Regions from separate parts of the Hordeum vulgare genome. Here regions 1 and 3 are each linked to region 2. Evidence: chromatin contacts called from public Hi-C data. All regions are on one chromosome and are shown on one strand. The core of a region is the stretch at or near the end of the contact, and the rest is flanking DNA. Distances in the headings are between cores, read along the strand shown. Region 1 holds the start of LOC123427119 ((+)-neomenthol dehydrogenase-like). Region 2 has its middle 61 kb from the start of LOC123430472. Region 3 holds the start of LOC123427120 (splicing factor U2AF-associated protein 2).

Region 1 (3,397 bases), core at 853-3,352, 140 kb before region 2:
TCAGCAGCTTGGTCCCGTAGAAGTTGGTGTTGAGGACAGTCTCGGCGTGCTCCACCGAGTTGGTGTCGATCTCGTTGAACGACACGGCAGCGTTGTTCACCTGCATTGACAGGCATGGACGCAACTTCATTAATTCCGGCGTTTGAGGAGGGAAGGCCATGCCGTCTCGCTTCTTTACACCTACGTGGTCATGAAACAACTTCCTTTTTATCGTCGGTTTAATGTCCGAGCTAGAAATGGAAACAGCACTAGCGACTGATGACTGGTGTAGTATGTGGTGCGCTGTGCCTTTCACTCTCGAAGTCTCAGAGATCAAGTATGCTTTCAAAAAGTTTTCAGCATCAGATGATGGCATGACGGCATAGATGGGCGTGGGCCAACACATGATTAAGTGGAATGGAAGTCCTAACTCAGCTTGAGTGGGGCAGTGAACCGTGTTAACATTCATTACATTCTGCTATGGACCACTGATTGGGTTACAATCTGCTGGTTCGCAAGAACAGTGTGCTTGAAAAGTACCCTTTGGGTCGGCTGCGGCTCGCTCACAAGATGGCGTCCGTCTGCTGCAACTAAGGAGTAGACCGGGGAGTCTGATTTTAGTTGGGTAACTTCATGAACTTTTGTAAATTTTCAGTTAAGATCGCAAGAATATAAAAAATCTGAACTGTTCAACAAGACATGCGGTATATAAATCTGAATAGTTCAAAGTTAGAAATGTCTGAAACTCTGAATATATGACTACGCAAAGGTTGACCAAATTCACACAGAAGAATCTTTAGTGCAAAACAATCCGTAAAATCAAGATAAAACGCCGGTAAACAAACGGTGTGATCATGCGCATTATTAGTAGTATCTCCCACTCCTAGTCAACGAGACATATGAACTTCGTAAAAGCAAGATCTTGTGACTGGTGCGGGTTATCGACGGACACATGACTAAGTTGAGTGCTGGGGTGGATCTCCGCCTCTCCGGACCGAAGCCAAACCAAACCAACTAGGTGTAGACGCGCACTGTACCGACAAGCTACATATATATTCCACGAGACCACGACACATCGTCGTGGACAGAGCTCTGACCGGGCTGTGGCTGCCGGCCGGCCGTCGGTCGCTGTCCGGCTGCCGGCGCAGACGGCCCGGATGACGAGCGGGGGACGGAAGGCCGTCGGACGCACGCCGTACCCCGCCTGCCACTCCGCGCGGCTTTGCTGAGAGTGACGTGACGTTTTTATTCCGTTGGTCGCGGCGCTGACGGGCCGTGGAGCTGGCTGTTGTGTTGCGTGCCCCGTCCGAGACAGGGAGCGCAATAATGCAGTGTGAAACGGGACCGGGCCGGCTCTGCCTGATCCGATGCAAAGCGAGAGCGCTACGGACGACGATGCGCAGCGTCTGTGCGTGGAGGATATTCATGGCCGATCCATCCATCCCATCCCATCCATGGCAAAGGTGGGATGGGAATAACTTTGGTGTGGTGCTCCGAGGGTTTGGCTCTGTGCGGGGGAGATGCGGACACCGAGGAGGATGAAGGGGGAGGCGGCGGTGGTTCGTAGTAGTACGTACCAGGATGTCGAGGCCGCCGACGGTGTCGCGGAGCCAGGTGGCGAAGTCGGCGACGGAGGCGGGGTCGGAGACGTCGAGGCGGCGGAAGGCGACGGGGAGGCCGCGGTCCCGGAGCGGCGCGGCGGCGGCCTCCCCGCGCTCGCCGTCCCGCGCGGTGAGCACGACGGTGAGGCCGTGCTCCGCGAGCCGCGCGGCCAGCGAGTGGCCGATGCCCCGGTTCGCGCCCGTCACCACGGCCACCGTGTCCCTCGACCACCACGCCCTGCACGCGCCACCGCCCGCGTCAGCCATCAATCCGGTCGCGCAGGCAGAAAACAGGAATGCGCGCGGGAGGAGGCGAATCGCGGGGAAGGCGGGAAGGATTGATGGATTGATTTACCGCGTGGGAGACGGCTCCTTGGAGTAGTCCATCTGAGGTGACGGGCAGCGCGTCGCGCGGGTCAACTGCAGGGAGGGGCAGGTCCGCAGGTGGTGGAGTCGCCGGGGCTGGCTGGACTGGCTGACCGCGAGCAAGCTGGGTGGGAGTGGGACGGCGGGGACTCCGGGAGAGAGATATTTATACACCACACGCGCGAGTGGTATCTATCTGCTCCTGTTCAGTACCCGCGGCTGCCTGCGGCTGCCGCTTGCATCTCCAGCCGGAACCTATGCCATATTTACCATGGATAGCTGCTAAGCATGTCACACAAGAGTAAGTACAATAAAATTAAATCAGTTGGTTATAAGAAATAAATTAGTATATTTTTTTAGTTGAAGAAAAAAAATAAAAGATAAACGGACTCTTAGCTAAGAGCCCGATCTAGCATGTACTTCTAGGCACTTTATAAGAGTAAAAGTATGTCATATAATAAAAAAGTAGTACAATTTTCTAATTAACTATTATATATATTGGCTATAAGATGGGTATAGATGACATTGATAATGTCTTATAGCCGGTAGCTGGCTAAACTATTAACGACGCTCTAAGAAAAAACATGACATGGCACAATAATTAAGAAAAAGAGAGAGTACTTTGATGACCCGAGGAAGAACCAATGCTAAACACGTAAACCTAGGCAAAGCACTTAAATAAAAGAAGTTGGCCAATACTACATGAAAGAGTTTAGTTGTTAAGTCAATAAATAAAATGAGCTCACCAACAACAAACTAAGCACCTATGCATTTGCAGAGTTGAGTTGCTAAGCTATTTAACGCACTTATGCCTTGTACAATGCAGGGTGCTCAAGGGAGGTGTTTAGAGAAATAAATCAGGCTTTTCTTAAGCACCGGTGCTTATTTGTACTCGGTAGACGCTTAGTTAGGCGTCTCTCATGTAGAAATAGGCACTGATGCTTCAGAAAAAAATGGTTTATTTTTTCTAAACACCTAGCATTGTACAAGGTCTTAGCACCTCATCTAAACACATTTGCATTGGAAGTGGCCTTACAAACTTGGGCCTCAAACATTTGCGGACGCGTGAGGGCGCATCTCATTTATTGTCTTTCATATCCGTGCCTTTTATAACCGAATCCTTAAAATCGTCTTCAAAACAAAAAAAACTCTCAAAACCATACACACATGCTACGTTATGTAAAAATAGATCAACACATAGTTCATCGAATCGCATTGCATCCTTGGACAAAAGGGACATAATTCATCGGCAAATCCATAGAACAAAGTACATAAAACATACTAAACGTATAAACATAGCATGGGAAAGGCAGAGGAAATTACCATTTCCTCGCCGACCCCTTCCCATTCCAGTCGTCGACGCGGCTGCGCCCCTGTTCCATGTAGGCGTCGGCGTGCGGAGGTGTGTCATCGTCGGAGCTTGAGGTGCAGTCGTCCGAGCTATCGTAGCT
Region 2 (3,181 bases), core at 661-3,160:
TGGACCTACTAAACTATACATAAATATTTTAAAAGGTGATGACAACCTGTGTAATCATGCATAACATGACTGTGGAGGATCATAGTAAGTGAGATTACCATGATCTAGGATTTCAAAACGTGGGTGATCCTACCTTGCTTCTATAGAAGAATCCACAAAATTTGAATATTTTATCCAAATGCATCATCAAATTCGACATCGAGAAAGTCATAATCAGCTGCAGAATGATCTGGTTGAGCATCTTTGGGCATTTCATATAGACAACCACAACATGTGTTCGACTAAGATGAATTCAACACAAACCATTCGATTTCCAAACTTTACGTTTGGATTGCCATATTTTTAATGGAATTATTATTGCATTGTAACATTTATATTTCAATTGCTTAACCATTATGTTACTTTCTCCAATCAAAGTTGTACTAAAACGACAATTAATATGGATCGGATGGAGTATTTATGTTTTGGCTAATCTAGGTATAGGAAAAAATAGAAGTGGACATTTGATGTTTGTGGTTGGATGGCGTACACGTTGTTCTTTCTAGCATATTCTTGTCTTTTAATGATGTCCCATTATGAAGGGTGATTAACATTGGAGTCCCATAATTAGCCACCTGTGCAGTAGGGGTTGCTCGCTAGGGTTGGCTCCTCCAAAGCCACCCGTGCAAGCGGCTCGGGAGGAGAAGGGATAGGTTTGTAGGTTTTTGGTTAGGTGGGTTTGCTAGGTTTTCTTCCGTGGTTCGTTTGTTCACGTGCAAGATCGTTGGGAGCAAAAAAATGGATGAAAAAAAAGACTAGGCGGAAGGGAAGACGAAAAAAACAGGTGAAAGGGGAGATGAAAAAAAGACTAGGAGGAAGGGAAGACGAAAAAACATGTCAACGGTCATTTAATGATGTCCTATTTTGAAGGGTGATTAACATTGGAGTTGTCTTTATATTGTTAAGGTCTAGTCAATGGTACATCGCCGTTTTAAAATATAAGGTGTATTGCTTCTTAAAGTCAAACATGTACATGTTTGATTAATTTTTTAGAAAAATATCCCAATATCTACAATATCAAATTGGTATCATTAGATTCATCATGAAAATTATTTTTTATATTTTATTTATTTTACATTAAAGATGTTGGTATTTTATTCTATAATCTTAATCAAACACAGATTTGACTTGTACAAAAATTGATACACCTTATATTCTAAAATAGAGACAGTAGTCGCTAGTGATAGGATAGTGCCTTTCGCGTTGCTCAGTTTGCTTTGGTTTGGATGATTGTTGTGTGCGTGTTGCGTCGCGCGCGTGATCGCTACCTGCCCCAATCTTTTCTATTTCTCTCTTCTTTTTCTTTTTCTTTGCTCCACGAATGCTTAGGTCGTTCTCTGATTAGACACACCGTATCACCACTCACCAAGCTCGAAAATTGCAAATCACAACATCCAAAATAAAAATAAAAATTGCAAGTCATAAATTATGACATCGACCACTATAAAGTGCGTGTATCTACCGAGATAACTAAATCACAAAGCACATCAACAACTTGGTGGATTTTCTGCGTCGCAAAAGCCACATCTTGTTTCCACAAAGGAAAAAGTTCAAAACAAATATGGAACCAGGGGAGCTGGCTAAGGTGTTCACCGCTGGAATTGACGGGTCGCGGCAATATCTGAAGTAACATGCGTTTTCTTTCCCGTATGAGGAAACGGAAGAAGCGTTGATTTCGGGATGAGTATATCCACGTGCATTGGGTCGTAGCATGAATTTCCCATCTATTTCACGAGCTAGTGCCCGCTAGTTGACGTCTCTTCAGTCCAAGCCTATCAAAACAAAGCGAGATAGTGCAAGCGCGCAAGGTTAATCACGTAGTACATCACTAGAGGCTAACCACTTTAGGCTGGATGGACGTACGTAGTTGATCTCCAAGTGGACCTCGCTGTCATCACTCACTAATCACTGGCACCTTATAATGTTAGGTAAGACGGAGCGGTTGATTGCGTACGGAATATATATTTGTTTGCGAAAGAAACGGAGCCGGTGCACGGCCGACCGTCCATTCTGGACGGAGATGGCATAGTTTAGTTGCACATGAGACAAATGCCGACCATGTGCTGTGCTCTTAATTAGTTCTAGTATCACTAGCGCAACATTAGGCTTCCCCTGTTAGTCATTGTGCGGATGATCATATGATTGCAGACAGATGGAAGAAATGCGCGAACGCCACACAATCACGCACCGTTTATTTACTTATTACGAGTAACAATAATCCAAGGCAGGGCGATCATGTCATCGTCTTCTCATCTCTCTGGGGTGCGGGTGCCGGGCGGACTAAACTGATGGTCACGTCGAATCATTAAGCATGGGACGACTAGGAACTTAGGGATGGCAATGTTAGGGAGGGAACTGGGTCCGTTTAATCCCCTTTAAAACCACTACAAATTTTACGGTTCAAAATTTTGTTTAGAAAGATAAAACTATGGAGCAGGTTAAAGCTAATTAAAAAGGACTTACGGGTGTCGTTTATTTGCCATTTACGTCCCTAGGCAACGTACACATGGTACCACTAGTTGTCGGCATGCAGTACACGAAACCAAGATGGATGATCCGTTTAAAATGCCTGGAAGCCTAGACTAGACGGAACTAATTTCTCCCATGAGAGGCGCGTGTCGGGGCGTCCATGCCAAGCGGATATTTGTTTTTTTTTTTCAAAACAATCCCGTGAAGTTTTATTTAACTCAAACAACGTTTACAAGTATGAAAGACGATCATCATTCTTTAATCTAATAATATGCTTCGTTAAATTATGAGCCTCGGAATTTAGGCTCATAAACTCATGAACAATTACAGAAAGTAAAAGTGTTCCTATGATCTATGATTTCATGTGCCAATCGAATATCCGGTACAACCACCAAGATTAGAGACCTCCTTCTCCGTGCCTTCAGTGCAAGGCAGCGCTTATCCGCCCTGCTCCATGGGCTGGCATAACTAGGCGAGTGATCCCTCGTAACCTGCCGCTTCTCCGGATTCACTGGTAGCTCGATCGATAGTTGACCCGTCATGGTTGACCGGTCCACTGTTGATTGTCGACTTTTCGAGAAAATGCAAAAACTTCAAAAAAAATGTTCCTAAAAATTTGGAAAAGCTCACGAATTCAAAAAAGGTTTGTCGATATGAAAAAAATAATGAACTC
Region 3 (3,141 bases), core at 484-2,983, 200 kb after region 2:
CCACACATCCAACAAGCTTCTAGATTTCACATACTATTTCTGGCGTCTTGGGTTCAATGATGGCCGTAATGTTTTTCGAGTTTGCTTCTATGCCTCGTTGAGAGATGATGAAGTCGAGGATCTAGCCTGAGAAAACCCCGAAAACACACTTTTCTGGGTTCAACTTCATGTTGAACCAACGTAGATTAGCGAATGTTTGCTCGAGGTCGGGTTGCGGGAGGCCTGCAAGAAAGGCGTTGCCTGCTAGCCATTGGGGTCTTCCAACTGTTCGGAATGTCACATGATAGTTCACCCCCGGTGTAGCACACCATCAACCACCTCACTAAATAGTTACATACAAACACATGCATACAAGTTACAACACCAACATGGAAGGAACAAAAACAATAACACCACATCACATCCCTAAAACATAACACCTATAAACAATATGAAAAAATGAATCATGAGATCTCAGGGTCAACTCAATTATACTTAATGTTGATATCTGACAAATGAAAGAAGAAACACATCATTAAGCTAATAATTACATATTGAAATAGGATGTCTTCAACAGAATAAACATTGCAAGTGGCACACATTAATCTAGTATAAAGAAAGTAGCTACCAAGCATTATCATTGTAGAATGACACATTACAAAACCTACAATTACATGCATACATAAACTCTATCCAACACATCAAATACTCCAATTAAACACAACACCCCTCCCAGTTACTATAGTAACCTCGTAAACTTGCACTAAACAAACCACGAACAAACCTAATCGCCAGATTCCGAACATGCAAAACCACAAAAATCAGCCACCGCAAAGACAACATAACACAGTAGCATATAAGGTAAATACATTCTTGCTTCATCGGCTAGGAAACCAGCAGAATCTAACAAATCCCAGCTCTAGGCTAAGCACAATTAACTGAACCAAATGCATCTATAGCTACAAAGCCCCGTTCAACAACTACAAACCCTAAAAAAAAGACAATCCCAACCCAAACGAAATAGAACAACTAGAACGAAGACCCTCTACATGAATCGCCTGAAAACAAGGTGATAAAAAAGGTCACATCACACATGAACACCTACCAATCCTAGGAATTGGGAGGGAGGGGCAGGGCAACCTAAACAAATCGAAAAGGGATCTAAAAATGAACATGCACGATAAAATCAAAAGAAGCAAGAGGAGGGATGAGCAAACGTGCTAATAGATCGCTACATCCAACATGAATTTATGGCGGGAGAAAAAAACTGAAGCACAAACACTCAAAGCCACGAGAATCACCATGTAAAAAAGAACGAGGTAGTCGTTTCTTTATTTTGTTCTCTTTGTCTTTACACACAGTTTTATTTATTTCTTTTTAAAATAATGTAAAATAAATAAGAGGATAATGAAGTGGCACGAGTGAAAAATATGAAACACTAAAAGAAAGACAACCAATAATAGATAGCTAACGGGGAATCCGAAAAGAAAGACATGTTCGAAATATGAGGTTGCGACAAAAAATAACACAAATCCTAAATTTTGAATGAAAGGAGATTTGCATTTCAGCCGGACGATAAAGAGCAAAACCGTTTATATTTTCACTCTTTGACGCAACTATTCTCAGGATAGCTTACAGGTGTATGAAATTCTCGAAAGAAAGGAAAAAAACTTGACAGATGTGTGGTCTGGACCGACATTGATCGTGAAACTCTCTTGATCGGACGGCAGCGGCTTCCCACGGAGGGCACGGGCTGGACCCAGGTCTAGACCACTCTGGAAACCCCAGCCCCCAAAATTTCCTCCCCCTCTCCGGCGGTGGCTTCACGAAAGCGATTTCATATCGCCTGCGGCGACGATACCGGAATCTCCGGCCCCAGCCTCCGCTCCCCGCGCGTGGAGGTCCATGGACGGCGGTGGCGAGGTGGGCTGGTACGTGCTCGGCCCGAGCCAGGAGCACGTCGGCCCCTACGCGCTCTCAGAGCTGCGAGGTACCTCCTACCCCTTCGACACCCAATCTTCTCGCTATACCTACTAGTAGAAATGCGGACGCCGGTAGCTCGCAAGCTGGGATTGAATCCTCGCAAAATCAGAGAAATTTCGCGTGCGGCCTTGCTGCAATCCGGAAGGCCCCCTATTCGCTAGTTTGTATTTCCTGTGAGTATCAGCAAGTGTCGAGTCTGAATGTGAGGTGGCGCGAATCCCAGTACCTGGTATTGTTTGATCCTGTCAATTGGGCGTGTTATTCATAAGCTCGCAATTTCCTCTGTAACCAGTAAATTGATGCTTCAGTGGATATGGAAGTAATGTAAGTAGCCGAGATGACAGTTTTGAATTCGGTGCTGTGAGGTTATCCGTAGAGTGTATGTATCATTCTACAGTGACATTCACTGCATCATCCACCACTGTTGTGTTATAGTTCCTAACTCCAAAGCTGGATAACATCGATGAGTTGTTAGCACCGGCAGGTTGCGAGATAGGGTTTATGCCACGTTGTGAGGTTGCTTGCTTGTTTTGTAGGCACATATTGTTTCAGGATTGCAGCTAGTATAGTTGTTAGCACTGGCAGGTTGCGAGATAGGGTTTATGCCATGTTGTGAGGTTGCTCGCTTGTTTTTGGGCGCATATTGCTTCAGAATTGCCGCTATTAGCTCTTTTACTTTCTGAAGATCTACGCGTCTTGTTTTCGTTGTGATCTGGATTTGAGGAACTTGGCTCCCTTTACAGATCATTTTGCTAATGGGTACCTCAACGAGAGCACAATGCTCTGGGCAGAGGGGAGGAGTGAATGGACACCACTATCTTCGATTCCAGAGCTGCATCCCGGGGTCACAAAGAAGGATCAACCTGAACAAGGTTAGGAGCTTAGGGCTTTCTACATTCCCTTTAATGGAAATTCCATATGGTTCTCTTCAAGTATCTCCTGACGCTCTTTGAAATGGTTTGTTCAGAAACTGAAGATGATTTCAAGAAATTCCAGAAGGAGGTTATAGAAGCCGAGTCGGAGGTGGAAGCGCTGAAAGCAAAGGCTGCAGATGGTGACTTAAGCAAAGAGCATGTCATTGATGATCCCGATGAGCGACCATCATCCCCACCAGATGGTGTGGAAGAATTTACTGATGATGACGGCACCATCTACAAGTGGGATCGCACTCTGAGGGCA

What was found. Hi-C and Micro-C count contacts between places; a contact is called where the count stands out from the background.
Region 1: a contact with region 2 is called in a Hi-C map of leaf, with 2.2 times the contacts expected there. The contact joins the promoter of LOC123427119 here to the enhancer-like site in region 2. A contact is called at or near these places in 2 of 6 Hi-C or Micro-C datasets (leaf and seedling) and 1 of 1 datasets of contacts at active chromatin or transcription factors (embryo).
Region 3: a Hi-C map of leaf shows a contact between it and region 2, with 2.4 times the contacts expected there. The contact joins the promoter of LOC123427120 here to the enhancer-like site in region 2. A contact is called at or near these places in 2 of 6 Hi-C or Micro-C datasets (leaf and seedling).

Annotation. Positions count from the first base shown.
Region 1 is chr2H:543,862,271-543,865,667 of MorexV3_pseudomolecules_assembly, forward strand. It overlaps LOC123427119 ((+)-neomenthol dehydrogenase-like), which reads right to left and starts at 2,103. Exons shown (of 4, transcript XM_045111075.1): 1 at 1,936-2,103; 2 at 1,557-1,818; 3 at 1-100. The coding sequence starts at 1,967.
Region 2 is chr2H:543,999,436-544,002,616 of MorexV3_pseudomolecules_assembly, forward strand. No RefSeq gene overlaps it. Among protein-coding and RNA genes, the nearest start is that of LOC123430472, 61 kb to the right of the region's middle. Within about 2 kb of position 1,911, at least 2 of the 3 cell types and tissues checked have open chromatin away from gene starts, as enhancers often do. A contact at or near this core is called in leaf, where this site is marked.
Region 3 is chr2H:544,204,106-544,207,246 of MorexV3_pseudomolecules_assembly, forward strand. LOC123427120 (splicing factor U2AF-associated protein 2) reads left to right here and starts at 1,734. Exons shown (of 13, transcript XM_045111077.1): 1 at 1,734-1,969; 2 at 2,706-2,834; 3 at 2,930-3,141. The coding sequence starts at 1,885.